Linked DNA regions of Mus musculus: regions 1, 2 and 4 are each linked to region 3. The links are chromatin contacts, called in public Hi-C and HiChIP or PLAC-seq maps. All regions are on one chromosome and are shown on one strand. Each heading gives the region's core, a stretch centred on a gene start, on an enhancer-like site or on the middle of the called end of the contact. The rest is flanking DNA. Distances are from core to core; before and after follow the strand shown.

Region 1 (3,427 bases), core at 303-2,802, 560 kb after region 3:
GCCACGCCCGATTGAACCGTACTTTTAATTCGGTTTATAAAAATGTGTTGGTAAATGCGGGGAGGGGGTCGATGCTTTGATGTAAAAGAACAAAAGAAAAACAAAACTAACATACCGGGCTCCCTTCGACCTGGGGCAGTTTGTAAATATTATCAACAACAGAAATAACAATGAATGAAAAATAACTAAATTAAGGACCGGGCATTTGGAGGCTGACATCTCATATTGTGACAGACACACTTAAAGCTAAAGCAAGGATGGCCAGTCTCCATACGAAGGGGAACTGAAGGGGAAACTGAGGCCAGGCGCTGGTTCTAACTCCCCGCTCCGCCCCCTCCCCAGAGCCAGATCCACAGTCAGGTCGTCTGGTGGCTGTGGCGTGCTGGAACCCGAACCCAGCAGGCCTGGTGAACCGGGATGTCGCCTGTCCCCTCCTCTGCCTTCCCCTCCCTCTCCAGACCTCTCCCACGACCAGAGAGGAAGTGGGAGAGAAAAGGACAAGGGGGTGAAAAAAAAAGAAAGAAAGAAAGAAAGAAAACAGAAAACGCAGGGTTGGATTCGCACTTTCCTACTTCCCACCTCTGTCCTGCGGAGCTGTGCGGCGCCCCTGCGAGGGTCCGGGTCCACGCCCCACACCAGCCGGGCCAGCCAGCCGGCTGCGGGGAAAATTACAAGGCCTGGAAAACAACCGTCCTTCCCCGCCCCTCGCCAACCCCTTCCCCGCGCTACGCCCCTGGCACAGCCGGGTGGAGGCGACTGTTTTATGTAATCGCGGGGCGGCAGGTTTGCTGGCTGGCTGCACCGGTGAGGGCGGGACCCCCGAGCTCAGCTGACATTTCGCGGCCCTGCAAGTCTTCCCCTGGGGGGTCCCTGGTATGGCTTTGGTAATTTAAGGCGCAGATGGGGGCGGGGGTGGACGGAGACCCGACACTCTAAAGCAACCTAGCTGTACTTGCAAACTCTGGGTTCCTCGCAGTTTGAGTAAACTGAGGTTTATGTGGGGGTTAGGGGACCTGGAGCTCAAATGCAGACTCTGATCTTTTTTCTTCCTTTCCTGGGTTCTTTGCACTACTTGGGTAAACTGAGGCCAAGGATGACAGGAGCGCCGATGCAACCTCGCCGACCTTGCAACAGACCTTTTCTTCTCCTTTCGATTCCTTGCATTATTTGGGGAAACTGAGGCTCAGAGAAGGGAGATGCGGTACCATGGCAGCGCCCTGGTGGCCTTGGAGAGAGGTGTGAGGCAAGGGACCGTCACTTCCTCGCCTTCATCTCAGCTCCTTGGGCCAGAGGGCCCCTTACGCCCCGGCACCCAGTCCTCCGGGTGCGCACCGCACTCCCGCCCCCATTGCCAACCCGGTCCCGCCCCGCCCCGGGCTTCGGGGGCACAGCCCGCGCCCCCTGAACCCCGCCCTGCGCGCACAGGCCGGGGCTGTTTATCTGCGGCCCCCACCCCCTGAACCCGAGGGGCCCCTCTTGCCCGCCCCCAGCACCCTGGGGTGCTCCGGGCCGTAGATAAGCCAGCAGGCTGGCACGGCGCCGCGCACGGGGCGGAGAGGTCACGGGCTTGCCAGGGGAGGGGCCGATGGGTCGGGGCTGCGCCCCCCGCCCGCCCGGCACCCCCAAATCCCTAATCGCAGCCCGATCTGCTCTCGCGGCGCAGCCCCGCGGGACGTGGCAAGAGCCGACCTGCAGAGCCTGTTCTGGCCGCGGTGGCCGGGGGGGCGGGCTGGGCGTGGGGGTGCCGGCGCTGCGGCACCTTTAAGACGAGGGAGGACCCCTCTTGCCCTCGGACAAACCAGGAAGGGAGTCGCGAGCATCATACGGGGCTTTGCGTACTGTACGGCTACTGTAGGGGCAGTGACGCCGCCGCCCGCCCGAGCGAGGTCCGCGCCGCGGGCTGCCCCGATCGCGCGTCCTCCGGGCTCGGGTCCCCGCGAGGTAAGCTGCCCGGGCTGAAGGGGACTCCTCTCCCGGAGAGGTGGGTTTTGTTTTTCTTTTTTTTTTCCTTTCTTTCCTTTTTAATTTCCTTGCAGGGTGGGGACGCGGCCGGGGGCGCAGTGCGCACCCCGAGAGCCCGTACGGAGCGGAACGGACTGGATGGGGGATCTGGGGCGCCTCCGTAGCTCAGGGGTTCTGGAGACCAAGATTGCCCGGCCAGAGCCGAAGAGGAGTCGGGAGGCGGGGGGGCTCCGCCCGGGTCCCTCCGGGGCGAAGGGCACAAGCCCGCTCCCGATCCCTCCTCCCTACTCGGGCGGCACGGCCTCAGGGTTCCCGGCGCGCGGCCCGCGGGGGAGGGGAGCCGGGCCTCACCGAAGGCGAAGGTGGGGGCTGAGGGGTGCGTCGCGTGCTAAGTTTGCAATAGGGCCCGGGGCGCGCCGCTCCCCTTTCCGAGTGGTAGTGGGCAAGCGGGGGGCGGGGAAGGCCTATCCGGGATTGCGCGCAGACGTTGGAGTTGGCCAGGATGGAGCGCCTTGGCGGAGGGGGGGAGGGGGCTGACAAAACAGGGAGGGGGGCTTTGCAAAAAAAAAAAAAAAAAAAAAAAAAAAAAAAAAAAAAGGCCCGAGAGAGGCGGAGGGAAGGGGTGAGGGGTGGAGTGTCTGGGAGGCGGGCGCGTCGTCGCGGTTCTCCTGGGCTCTGTAGTTCTTTCGCTTATCTTCAGTGCTTGTTGTTTTGGAAGGTGGCCTTGGAGAATAAACTACAAATCCCAGAGTGCCTCGCGATAGCGGCGGGTCAGGGAGGGGCGTTGCGGAGGAGGGGCGGTGAGTGGCAGACCTGAGGGCCAATGGATACTAGAAATCGTCCGGCGCGGCGCTGCATGGGGGTGGAGCCTGCGTTTGGGCGGGGCCTGCGTGCAGGGGCGGGGTTTATGCAGAAGAGGCGGAGCTTCCGCGGCTCCCTCGCCCGGGGCCGGTGGCGGTCCCGGCTTCCGGCTGCCGCCCCTCCCCTCCTGTTGTGTAACCGTTCTTAGCCCCCCCCCTCCCGTTCGATATTTTAATTTTTCCCCCTTCCCTTTAGTTCCGGACGCTCAGGGAGGAGGAGAAAGGTTCCTCCGCAAGACTGGAGGTTCCCTCCCCAGGGGAGGGTGTGGTGTCGGGGGGCCTCGGGGCTTCAGGCGAGGCCGGGGATGCGCGGCCTGGCGCGGGCCGGGCCGGGCGCGGGGGAGGTGACGGGCGGACCCAGATCCGGGGTAATTTGCATCGCCCTCCCCCCAGCCCGGGTGGGGATTGGCCGGGCGGCGGCGGAGGGTGGCGCGGGGCCGGGCTCAGCGTCGCCCGCCGGGCCTCGGAGCCGCCAGCCCGCCGCAGCCATCGTCACGGTCGCCGGCGCCCGCGCGCCGCCCGCGAAGGAGGTAGGAGCCGCGCGGCCTCCGGGCTGCCGTCCTTTCCCTTCCTTCTTCCCTTCCTAATGGTGGCCATCGCCAACC
Region 2 (3,390 bases), core at 798-3,297, 570 kb before region 3:
CTTCCCTGTCGGGAACCCCAGAGATCTCTACCTCTGACCCCACACCCAGGAACAGAAGCCCCACCTCCCTCTCTTCTGCTCAGCTACAGCCTGTGGGCATTTTTATTAACCAATCACAGATAACTTGGGAGGGGGGCGAGTTTATACAACAAAAGCTGGTAGGCACGAGGATCTGCTCTTCTTGAAGCAGCCAGATCCTGGGATAGAGAATTCAGCATTTGAATACAAGCAGTGTCAGACCAACCTGCTACTCTCTCCGGCCAGGTGGAATGCAGAGAAAACTTTCTGTGGCCATTGCCTTTGTGGGTGGCTCTCGTGTGGTCATCATGGACGAGCCCACTGCTGGTGTGGACCCCGCTTCCCGCCGTGGCATTTGGGAATTGCTACTTAAGTACAGAGAAGGTAAGAGTTGGGAGATGGAATGGAATGGCCTGGGGGGTTCCCTTGGTTTCTGTTTGAGGGACCAAAAAAACGTTTCTAGCTATGAAAAGCTTTCTAACTATGCTGGGGTGGGGTTTTGAGGATTGTACTGGAGTTTGTTGCATAGGGTTGCCTGGGTCTTTAACCGATGAGTCCAATGACTCACATGGGTTGCATCCCTATGTCCAGGTCGGACACTGATTCTCTCCACTCACCACCTGGATGAGGCAGAGCTCTTGGGAGATCGCGTGGCCATGGTGGCAGGTGGCTCTTTGTGCTGCTGTGGGTCCCCGCTTTTCTTGCGCCGACACTTGGGCTGCGGTTACTACCTGACCCTGGTGAAGAGTTCTCAGTCCCTCGTCACCCATGATGCTAAGGTGAGAGCTCGAGCTGGTCCCTGAACCCTGTCCCCAGCTCTGTCCTGCTGAGATGGACCATTGTCTTTCTTTGAAGGGAGACAGTGAGGACCCCAGACGGGAAAAGAAGTCAGATGGCAATGGCAGGACGTCAGGTGAGCCTGGGCCAGGAAACCCCTGAGGGAAGGGCAGGGGCAGCAACTCATAGCAACAGAACTCAAGAGCCCCTGCTTCTGCATCCTGGCCCAGAAGGTCTTACCCCTGACCTCTGCCCACAGACACAGCGTTCACACGAGGAACCTCAGACAAGAGCAACCAGGCCCCGGCTCCTGGCGCCGTTCCCATCACCCCAAGCACAGCCCGGATACTAGAGCTAGTGCAGCAGCATGTGCCTGGAGCACAACTCGTGGAGGACCTGCCCCATGAGCTTCTGCTTGTGCTACCCTATGCGGGGGCCCTGGATGGCAGCTTCGCCATGGTCTTCCAGGAGCTGGATCAGCAGCTGGAGCTCCTGGGTCTCACAGGCTACGGGATCTCGGACACCAACCTGGAGGAGGTATGGAACCTAGTGGGGTTTTGAGGAGTCTGTTGATGGACGGCAAGGGGGAACTCTGGAGAGGGAGAATGGCTCTCAGGGAAGGTGGACTGCTTGGAAGTCTCTTGAGGAGGTCTGTGAGGACCAATGGTGTATGAGGGTTCCCTCCTGTGAGTCTCTTGCTCTGTCTCCTCAGATCTTCCTAAAGGTGGTGGAGGATGCGCACAGAGAAGGTGTGTCTTAGCTCTGTGAGCCTTCAAACCAGGCCTGAGCCCCCCCCCCCCCTTGGCTGGGTCTTTCCTAGTTGCTGAACCCTGAGTCCCTCCCTGGCACTGGCAACAAGTCCTCCCTTTGAATTCCGGCCTCCATTTTCCCCAGAGGCTCTGGCTTCCTTTTCCCTGGAAGCAAGACCCTGTCCCCAGCCCTGAAGCCCGTTGGTTCCACAGGTGGGGACTCTAGACCGCAGCTGCACCTTCGCACATGCACTCCACAGCCCCCCACAGGGCCAGAGGCATCAGTTCTGGAGAATGGGGAGCTGGGTGAGTCTCTGCCCTGCTCACACCCCTCGTGGCCCGCAGGGTGCGGGAGCTCACCCTCCCATCCCCCACAGCTAAGCTGGTGCTGGATCCCCAAGCCCCACAGGGCTTGGCACCCAACGCTGCCCAAGTGCAAGGCTGGACACTTACCTGTCAACAGCTCCGGGCTCTGCTCCACAAGCGTTTTCTGCTTGCTCGCCGCAGCCGCCGGGGCCTGTTTGCACAGGTGACCATGCCCAACACTGAGGAGGATGGGTGACTGTCCTGGGGTGTCTGTTGTCCATGCTGGCTGTCATTCAGTGACTACATTCCACAACAACCCATTTCCTGCTGTTTGTGGAGGGGGCTGGAGAGCCTGGGAGGTGGTAGAGCGGGGTGGGGGTGGGGTAGAGTGTGTGGAGGTGGATGCTGACAGAATTGTCCCCCAGGTTGTGTTGCCTGCCCTCTTTGTGGGCCTGGCCCTGTTCTTCAGCCTCATTGTGCCTCCTTTTGGCCAGTACCCACCCCTGCAGCTCAGCCCTGCTATGTATGGCCCTCAGGTCTCGTTCTTCAGGTGGGTACTGGGTACAGTGAGCAGGTAACCTTGGGTGGGTGATAGGATGGCCACAGTCACAGTGCTGTGCCTGTCACCCTGCAGTGAGGATGCCCCTGGGGACCCCAACCGGATGAAGCTGCTGGAGGCTCTGCTAGGGGAGGCTGGGCTGCAGGAACCCAGTATGCAGGACAAAGATGCCAGGTGAGGAGGCCCACCCAGCCGACTCTCCTCGGCTGCTTACTCTCTCGGCATTGCCTCAGTTTCTCTCCATGGCCCTTGCCTCTGTGCCCCTTGGGCTCTGGTGAGCATGGCTCCCTCGTCTCATTGGATTGTGGGGCCTGTGTCTCCTGAGCCTAGCACCCACAGCCCTTCTCCACTCCACAGGGGATCTGAGTGTACACACTCCCTAGCTTGCTACTTCACGGTCCCTGAGGTCCCTCCTGATGTGGCCAGCATCCTGGCCAGTGGCAACTGGACGCCAGAATCTCCATCCCCAGCTTGCCAATGCAGTCAGCCTGGAGCCCGCCGCCTGTTGCCAGATTGCCCGGCTGGAGCTGGGGGTCCACCACCCCCCCAGGCTGTGGCTGGCTTGGGGGAGGTGGTCCAGAACCTCACTGGCCGAAATGTGTCTGACTTTTTGGTGAAGACATACCCCAGCCTGGTGCGCCGAGGGTAAGCACCCAGGCTCCGTGTGCCCCTTACTGGGGAGGCTGGGCGGGTTCCCAGGTCCCCTTTCTCATTGCTGTATTGCTCTGTGCCCTGTGTGTCTCCCCTGCAGCCTAAAGACCAAGAAGTGGGTGGATGAGGTCAGGTGAGGAGAGACCTGGCCCGGGAAACCCCAGCTCACCTGCCCACTCCCCAGCCTCTCACTTTCCCTGTCTCCACCCCAAACCATTTCCCAGATATGGGGGCTTCTCCCTGGGAGGCCGAGATCCAGACCTGCCCACAGGGCATGAGGTGGTCCGCACATTGGCAGAGATTCGGGCACTGCTGAGCCCCCAACCTGGG
Region 3 (3,108 bases), core at 544-3,043:
AGGAGGCATCATCTATGCCCTCTCTCTGGCTCAGTAGAATCCAAAGATGGCTCCTCCACCCCCATACCTGCCCTGAACATGCCTGGGGCCACCCACACACCTATGGAGGCTGTCCTAATCTCTCTCCCAGTGTGACCATGTTAGGAGACCCACCCCCACCCCCATCAAGCCCTCTTTGGGTGCCTTGCTGCCCACATCAACTGTATCAGTAAGGCAGCCTCTATCTCTTATATAGACAGGAGATGGCGAACCAAAAGCAAGTAAATAGAGGGATAACAAGCAGGGGGCCCTATCCCAGGGATGCCTTGGAGCTGTTGACTACACCGCTGTTAAAGGGGTAGATTGTCAAATCCCAGTGCAAATCCCAGCTAACATGGATAGACCCTTGGACAGGAAGCGGCCAGTACCTAGCAAAAGGTTTGCCCCATCCAATCCGGGGGGATTGGGCATCCCAGAAACACTGGTGTGGCTAAATCTCGTTGTCCATCTTGGACCTTGACCTGACCCATCACAGGTGTGTGGAGTGGGCCAACACAAAACGTAGGCGAAGAGTTGTGGTGAGGATTTCAATCCCACTGGATTGAAGATTCAAGCCCCAACTCCAGGTCCGGGTCGTGGCCTCGCTCCACCATGTTAAAAGTACACAGAATGGAAAGAAAAATGTTCCGGGCAGCCACCCCTCACCACTGCTATGCTACCACCTAACCCTGCGCGAGAGTCTTCGCTGCCCTTCGGAGGGAATCCGCGCTGCTACCCAGAAGGCCGTAACCCGGATCTACCGACCCTCTTCACAGATAAGGAAACTGAGGCTGGGGGAGGGCCGAGAAAGAACTACGGAACCGGATGTTCTGACCACCAAGGGCGAGACCATGAAGCGCAGAAAAACAGGACAAGAATACCAAGCGAAAACGAAGGAGTAGGGGGCTGAGGACTGTGATCGCGCGTGGTGGACCCACCATGCCGGGGTAGATCCCGAACAACCTGCAATCGCGGGAGATTTGGCCACCAGGGCCGCCCTCCGCGCGCCGCCCGACCGCGTGGCCGCCACGCCTCCCCGCGCGCGCCCCACCCACCACGTCCCCGCCCTCCCGGCCGGCGGGCCGCTGAAGCCTGGGCGCGCCCCCCTCCCCGCCCCCCACGCGCCACGCAGTTTCGGGGTTCCAAGTGAGATGGGGGAACGGGGTCCCCGAGACCTCTCTAATGCACTCCCTGCATCCCACCTGTGTAAAATACGAGGGGCTTACCTGTGTGAGTCCGCAGGTGTGACTTGAGGTGCGAAGACTTGTAATAGGCTTTGGCGCAGCCATGGAAGGGACAGCGGTGGCTTTTGGCGGCGCCGGGGGCGCGGCCCGAAGAGGGAGACGAAGCGGCTGAGGAGGAGGAGACCGGAGAGGTGCCCCCCGCGGTGCTGGCTGCGGTGGCGACTACCGGCCCGCCTCTCAGATCGGCCAGGATGCTGGCGGCCAGCAGGTGGGGCGCAGCGGTGGCGCCTCCCGGCCCCGGAGCCGTAGCTGGCGGTGGCGGTGCCCCAGGGGTCCCCGGCGGCGTGGCCTCGCGGCGCGTGGCGCGCACATCCAGACCGGCAGCGGGGCCCGCGCCCTCGGGGCCGGGTCGTCCGCGATGCACCACGGCTCCCGAGGAGATGGCCATGAGCACGTCGGCGGCAAAGTAATCCACACACGCCACGGCCGCCGACATGCCGGGCAAGGACGCGGAGACACGGAATCGGCGGCGGGAGAGAAGCGGAGGCGGTGGGACCTACGCCCGTCCGGCCGGCAGCGGCTGCTAGAGTGCGGGAGGCGGAGGAGGGAAGGGAGGAGGAGGCCCCGGCGCGCCGCCGCCGCCCGCGCTCAGTCCCGCCCCGCCCCGCCTGACGCTCCCTGACGCACCGGAGCCCGCGGGGGCGGCCGCAGCCTGCCCCTCCTGGAGGACGCCCCCTCGGGGCTCAGTAGCCACGCCCTCTCCCCACCGCGGACACGCCCCCTCCTGCCGCGCCCTCGGTCCTCCAGAGAGTCGCGCGCCACCGCTGATGGGCGGAGCTCACACTGCCAGCTGCCGGTCCTCCCGCACTTCAAACCCCCCCTCCCCTCGTGTACCAGCAGAGCACCCGGGGTCCCCAAATCCCTGGATTGTGCCCTCTCCACGTAAGAACAAGCCAAACGGAGGGAAATCGTTCCCCTGGCCTGGTACGCACTACCCTCACCAGTGCCCTTCCCGGATCGTCACCTCCCAAGGCTTTGAGAGTTACGCCCACCCCCGCGACACGCCCACACACCCCACCCCAGCCTCGGATGCTCCGCCTCCTACCCCCAGTGCGCGCCACGCCTCCTCCGGGCGCGCGCTCCATCCTCTTCCCGGCGCGCCCACCACGCTGTGCCCGGTGCGCAGTCGCCGGGAACTCTCCCCTCCCCAACTCGTCCCTCCTCCCACTCCACATTCAGGCACTGGGACGCGCCCCTGTCCGCGGTGTGTGTGTCGGGGGATGGGGTGGGGAGTGCGATCCGCACGTGGCCAGGGTGGGGGTGCGGAAGCGCGCTGCCCCGCCCCCGGGCCACGTGCGCGACCCTCCCCCTCCTTCCTGGCCTTGAAGCAGGGCAATAACCCACCAATCCTGACTCCCCATCTCTGGGTCCCCAATGCCATTCTTGGCTTGGGGACAAAATATCCCGGAGGTCGAACTTGAGAGCGTAGGGTACCCACTACCCTGCCTAGCTGATCGAGTTTGTAGAGTTCGTCTTTGCGCACCGGGACTCGAGAATCACTAGGCCTGTGGATAACCGGTATGGCAAAAGTGAACAGGGCTGCAATAAGAAGGTCTGGCTCGGTCATCTATGCGAAGCTAGGGACACTGGAGTTCTGGTTGTTTCGTCCCTCCCTCACTGGCCCTTTGAGACTGGGACAGGGAAACTGAGGCTGACTAATGGAGCGATTGGAAACTTCCATGGATAATCGACCAAGTTGTGAAATGATGGTCCCCTAAAAGCCCCAGGCCCTAGGCGCCGGTTGCGCGGAAGTAGGAGACCAGGCTCCCGCCCCTTCCTAACTCCCGCCGGGTTGCGGAGGCCATGCAGTGGCCCGCGCAGCCTCCAGGGGGCGAAGCACCCCAAC
Region 4 (3,431 bases), core at 624-3,123, 800 kb after region 3:
GCTCTCCTGGAACTACTCTGTTGACCAGGCTGGCCTTGAACAGAGAGATTGGCCTGCTTTTGCCTCTACATGAACTATTACTGCCCAGCACCCACATACATCTTTTAAAAATAATGTTAAAGGTAAAGAAGGCTATGGGCGTGGTCAGGGGTGGAGCCCCTGTCTAGAATCTCCCAGTGAGGGGCTGGGGGTGTGGTCAGGGTGGAGCCCCTGCCTAGAATTTCCCAGTAAGGGGCTGGAGCCTGGCTCATTGGTGACCTCTCTCTTCTAAGCATGTGCAAAGGCCTTAGGTTTCATGCCCAGAACCAGGAAATAAACCACACCAAGACTCCTCCAGTGCACACTTAGCTCCTGACCCTCTATCCGAAGGAAGCAAAGAGACCCTTGAACCACAAAACATGGGCTAAACTCCTCAAGTACCAAATCCACACTTGAGAACTCCATTAATCTTTACAACACATGCCATCCCAGCCCCATGAGAGCTAGAGCCACCAACTCCCTTTCTTTCTAAGCCCTGATCCCGAGAGCCAGAGGTGGTGTCTGTTCTGGGTGAATCTTCACTGGGGAATCACCCTCATTCAAACAGCAGGAAGGAGCTAGGACTGGGACTCAGCAGCCAGAGGAATGAGGTCATCTCTCAGACAGGACGGGTAGGGGGCGTGCTTCCCACCAGGTGTTCTCAACAAGGAGTGCATCCCACCAGGTGCTCTCAATTAGCAGAGAATTTAGGGGAGCGGGGTAGGAAGGTAATGCCTATACAGAGGTTGGTGTCAGGCTTACAGCTGGAGACAAGTGAAGTTGGTGGGGTGATTTAAGGGCTTTGTAGGGGACAATGGCTTTGGATCAGGGATAGAGGATGGAAGGACCTGGACTTGCATTTGAAGACACAGAGTGGAGGTTCAGATCTGAGAGGGTACGTGGTGGATTTGGGGACACAGAATGTCTGTGGTTTCTGGCCATGTCTCCCCTGAGATGAGACACCTGGTTGTTGGCTGAACCACTGGGTGTTTACGGCAAATTTAGTTCACAATCCTTCCCACCTGGGGAATGCCAGATTTGAGACTCCTGGACTCTGGAGGTTGACTCAGATCCCAGTTTGGATGTAGGGAGCATCTGAGGCAGGGGGATTTACATTTGGAAGTCAACAGGGTGCAGATGAATGGTTTGCAGTTGAGTCTTGAGTGATCAGCATGAGACAGAATGCTCTAAATTTAAGGGAACATAGCTCAAAAGAATACAGAGTGTTGGTGACAGGGCGAGGTCATTGGGGACAGACCGTCTGAGATCTGACTCAGGACCTCACCTGAATTGGGTGGTTTTGGTGGAAGTAGTAAAGGGTGACCTGAATTTGGGGGCGCAAGGAGCCTGACCTAGGGTTCTGAGCTGCAACATGTGGAATGCCTGGATTTGGACATTAGCCGTGCTCTGAACAAGGCTCTGGGCGATGATTGCTGTGATGGACAGAGCGAGGTCAAGGCGAGGTTGCCGGGTGAGGGGACTCAGGGTTGGGGTGACTCAGGGCCTCATCTGGGAAGCTGGTTTGCATTCTGGGGTTCGGGGGAACAAGACGGGTGGTGCCCTGGATTCGAGGGGAGCAACTATCAGAGCAGAGCTCTGGGGATGGAGGACTCTGACAGACTCAGAGAGCTGGCGGGGTCGGGGCCGGTACTGGAGGTCGCTGGGATGTGGGGTTCAGGATCAGGCCGCACTGGAGCCCCAGAGAAGGAAGGGGTCGGCTGGGGGGGCGGGTCCCCGAGTCACCCGTGTCCTCACCTGCCTCGCTCCGGTCGCCAGCCGGCACCCGCCGGTTCCCGCCGGTCCCAGGAACACGCCGCGCCTGTTCGAGGCCCCGCCGTTGCGACAGGCCCCGCCGCCGCTGCTCACGGGAATCCCCCGGCCTCCGCGGTAGCTAATATGGCGGAACTCAGTGGCAACCCGACTCCCTCCCCCAATCTGTCCCGCAGGCCGCGCGCGCGCCCGCGACCGGCCCCGCCGCCCAGCGCATCACCGCGCCTAGGCCACGCCCCCTAGGTCCTCCCCCCCAACGCCGCCAAGGTTTTCCGTGGGCAAGCCACGCCCTCAGCCACGCTCACGGCCCACACGCACGGATCTCTCCGCCAACCCCCTGTGGCCTGTGCTGAAGCCACGCCCCTCGAGTTACCAACGCCTCTCCTAGGCCACGCCCCCACACCGCCTCTTTCCCTGTCCCTTGCGGGCACGCCCCCTAGACACTCCCACTCTGTGCCGTGCTCGCGTCCACCCCAAACAGCTGCGCCTGCGCGCCCCAGCGCGGAGCAGCTCGGGAGTATGGGACGTCCTTCAGGATTTAAATCAATACAGGAAGCGAGACGGCACTTGTTGCCCGGGGCAACCGTGTTGGGATGAGCAGTCGGGGAAGACCACGGCTGAATGGGGGGGGGGGACGACTAGAACAGGAGTAACTAGGCGCGGAGGAAGGCGTGGCTCCTGTTTGTGGAAGAAGTGGGGCGCTTCCCCCTGAAGCTATGATTCACTCAACAGTTAAGTGACTACCCCACGGATGGCGCTCGGCGCGCGGACGCTGCTGGTTACTCACTGTGCGTTTATTGTTTTCAATTTTCGAGCTACCTTTTTCTCTCTAGCCAGGCTAGCCTCGAGCTGGAAGCAATTCTCCAGCCTCAACTTCTGCATTGTTAGAACGACTGTTAGACACCTGCCCCCCCAAAATATTTATCGTGTCCCTGAGTACTCACTCCCAGAAGCCCCAAGTGATGACAGCTGGAAATAAACCTCAAGAGGGTCCAGGTTCAAAACCATACATGTTGGGCCCATCACAATGGCTCAAAAGGTAGGGTGATTGCAGCTAAGCCAGCTGGAGCCCACCTTATACCCAGGATCACTTGGTAGAGGGCGAGAACCAACTCCTGCAAGGTGTAACTCTGACCATCCCATGGGCACACCTGTGCCAGCCCCTGGGTAAATGACACTAAACAAATTAAGAACACAGACTGTTCTTCCAAGAGGTCCTGAGTTCAATTCCCACATGGTGGCTCACAACCATCTGTAATGGGATCCGATGTCCTCTTCTGGTGTGTCTGAAGATAGCGACAGTGTACTTACATAAAACACGTAAATAAATCTTAAAAAACAAAACAAAACACCAAAAAAAAAAAAAAACCCAAATAGGGTTGGGTTTTGTTGTGTTGTTTGGCCTTCTGTTTGGTTTTTCGAGTTAGGGTCTCTTAGTGTAGCCCTGGCTGTCCTGGAACTTGCTGTGCAGACCAGGCTGGCATCAAACTCAGAGATCTGTCTGCCTTTACCTCCCAAGAGCTGGGATCAAAAGCATGCACCATCAATTACAGGCACAAGTAGAACTATTTAAAAAATTAAATGCACATAGGGCAAAGGATGAGCCTCGGGCTGAGTGAGCTCAGTGGACATAGTGGGAAGGG

Evidence for each region. A called contact is a pair of places that touch in the nucleus more often than the background predicts. HiChIP or PLAC-seq counts read pairs in DNA pulled down with a chosen protein or histone mark.
Region 1: a contact with region 3 is called in an H3K27ac HiChIP or PLAC-seq map of embryonic stem cells, with 4 times the contacts expected there. The contact joins the promoter of Zbtb7a here to the promoter of Klf16 in region 3. A contact is called at or near these places in 1 of 39 promoter capture datasets (embryonic stem cells), 3 of 484 Hi-C or Micro-C datasets (B cells, cardiomyocytes and embryonic stem cells), 9 of 115 datasets of contacts at active chromatin or transcription factors (astrocytes, bone marrow-derived macrophages, effector CD8 T cells and 5 more) and 3 of 9 other capture datasets (adipose tissue, liver and macrophages).
Region 2: a contact with region 3 is called in an H3K4me3 HiChIP or PLAC-seq map of pro-B cells, with 2.4 times the contacts expected there. The contact joins the enhancer-like site here to the promoter of Klf16 in region 3. A contact is called at or near these places in 3 of 39 promoter capture datasets (erythroid cells, liver and pre-B cells), 1 of 484 Hi-C or Micro-C datasets (CD4 T cells), 2 of 115 datasets of contacts at active chromatin or transcription factors (pancreatic cancer cells and pro-B cells) and 1 of 9 other capture datasets (liver).
Region 4: a contact with region 3 is called in a Hi-C map of muscle stem cells, with 5 times the contacts expected there. The contact joins the promoter of Fzr1 here to the promoter of Klf16 in region 3. A contact is called at or near these places in 2 of 39 promoter capture datasets (erythroid cells and liver), 1 of 484 Hi-C or Micro-C datasets (muscle stem cells), 2 of 115 datasets of contacts at active chromatin or transcription factors (memory CD8 T cells and pancreatic cancer cells) and 1 of 9 other capture datasets (liver).

The regions. Positions count from the first base shown.
Region 1 is chr10:81,134,719-81,138,145 of GRCm38.p6, forward strand. Zbtb7a (zinc finger and BTB domain containing 7a) reads left to right here and starts at 1,553. Exons shown (of 3, transcript NM_010731.3): 1 at 1,553-1,981.
Region 2 is chr10:80,005,379-80,008,768 of GRCm38.p6, forward strand. Abca7 (ATP-binding cassette, sub-family A (ABC1), member 7) reads left to right here. Exons shown (of 47, transcript NM_001347081.2): 21 at 265-402; 22 at 610-797; 23 at 874-931; 24 at 1,055-1,332; 25 at 1,508-1,544; 26 at 1,758-1,850; 27 at 1,922-2,073; 28 at 2,276-2,400; 29 at 2,485-2,583; 30 at 2,767-3,054; 31 at 3,161-3,193; 32 at 3,285-3,390. Among named protein-coding and RNA genes, the nearest start is that of Arhgap45, 9.6 kb to the right of the region's middle. Within about 2 kb of position 2,048, at least 4 of the 459 cell types and tissues checked have an H3K27ac peak or open chromatin away from gene starts, as enhancers often do. A contact at or near this core is called in pro-B cells, where this site is marked.
Region 3 is chr10:80,575,503-80,578,610 of GRCm38.p6, forward strand. Klf16 (Kruppel-like factor 16) reads right to left here and starts at 1,794. Exons shown (of 2, transcript NM_078477.2): 1 at 1,245-1,794. The coding sequence starts at 1,698. Gm26710 (predicted gene, 26710) reads left to right here and starts at 2,622. Exons shown (of 3, transcript NR_155863.1): 1 at 2,622-2,780.
Region 4 is chr10:81,376,497-81,379,927 of GRCm38.p6, forward strand. Fzr1 (fizzy and cell division cycle 20 related 1) reads right to left here and starts at 1,874. Exons shown (of 14, transcript NM_019757.1): 1 at 1,774-1,874.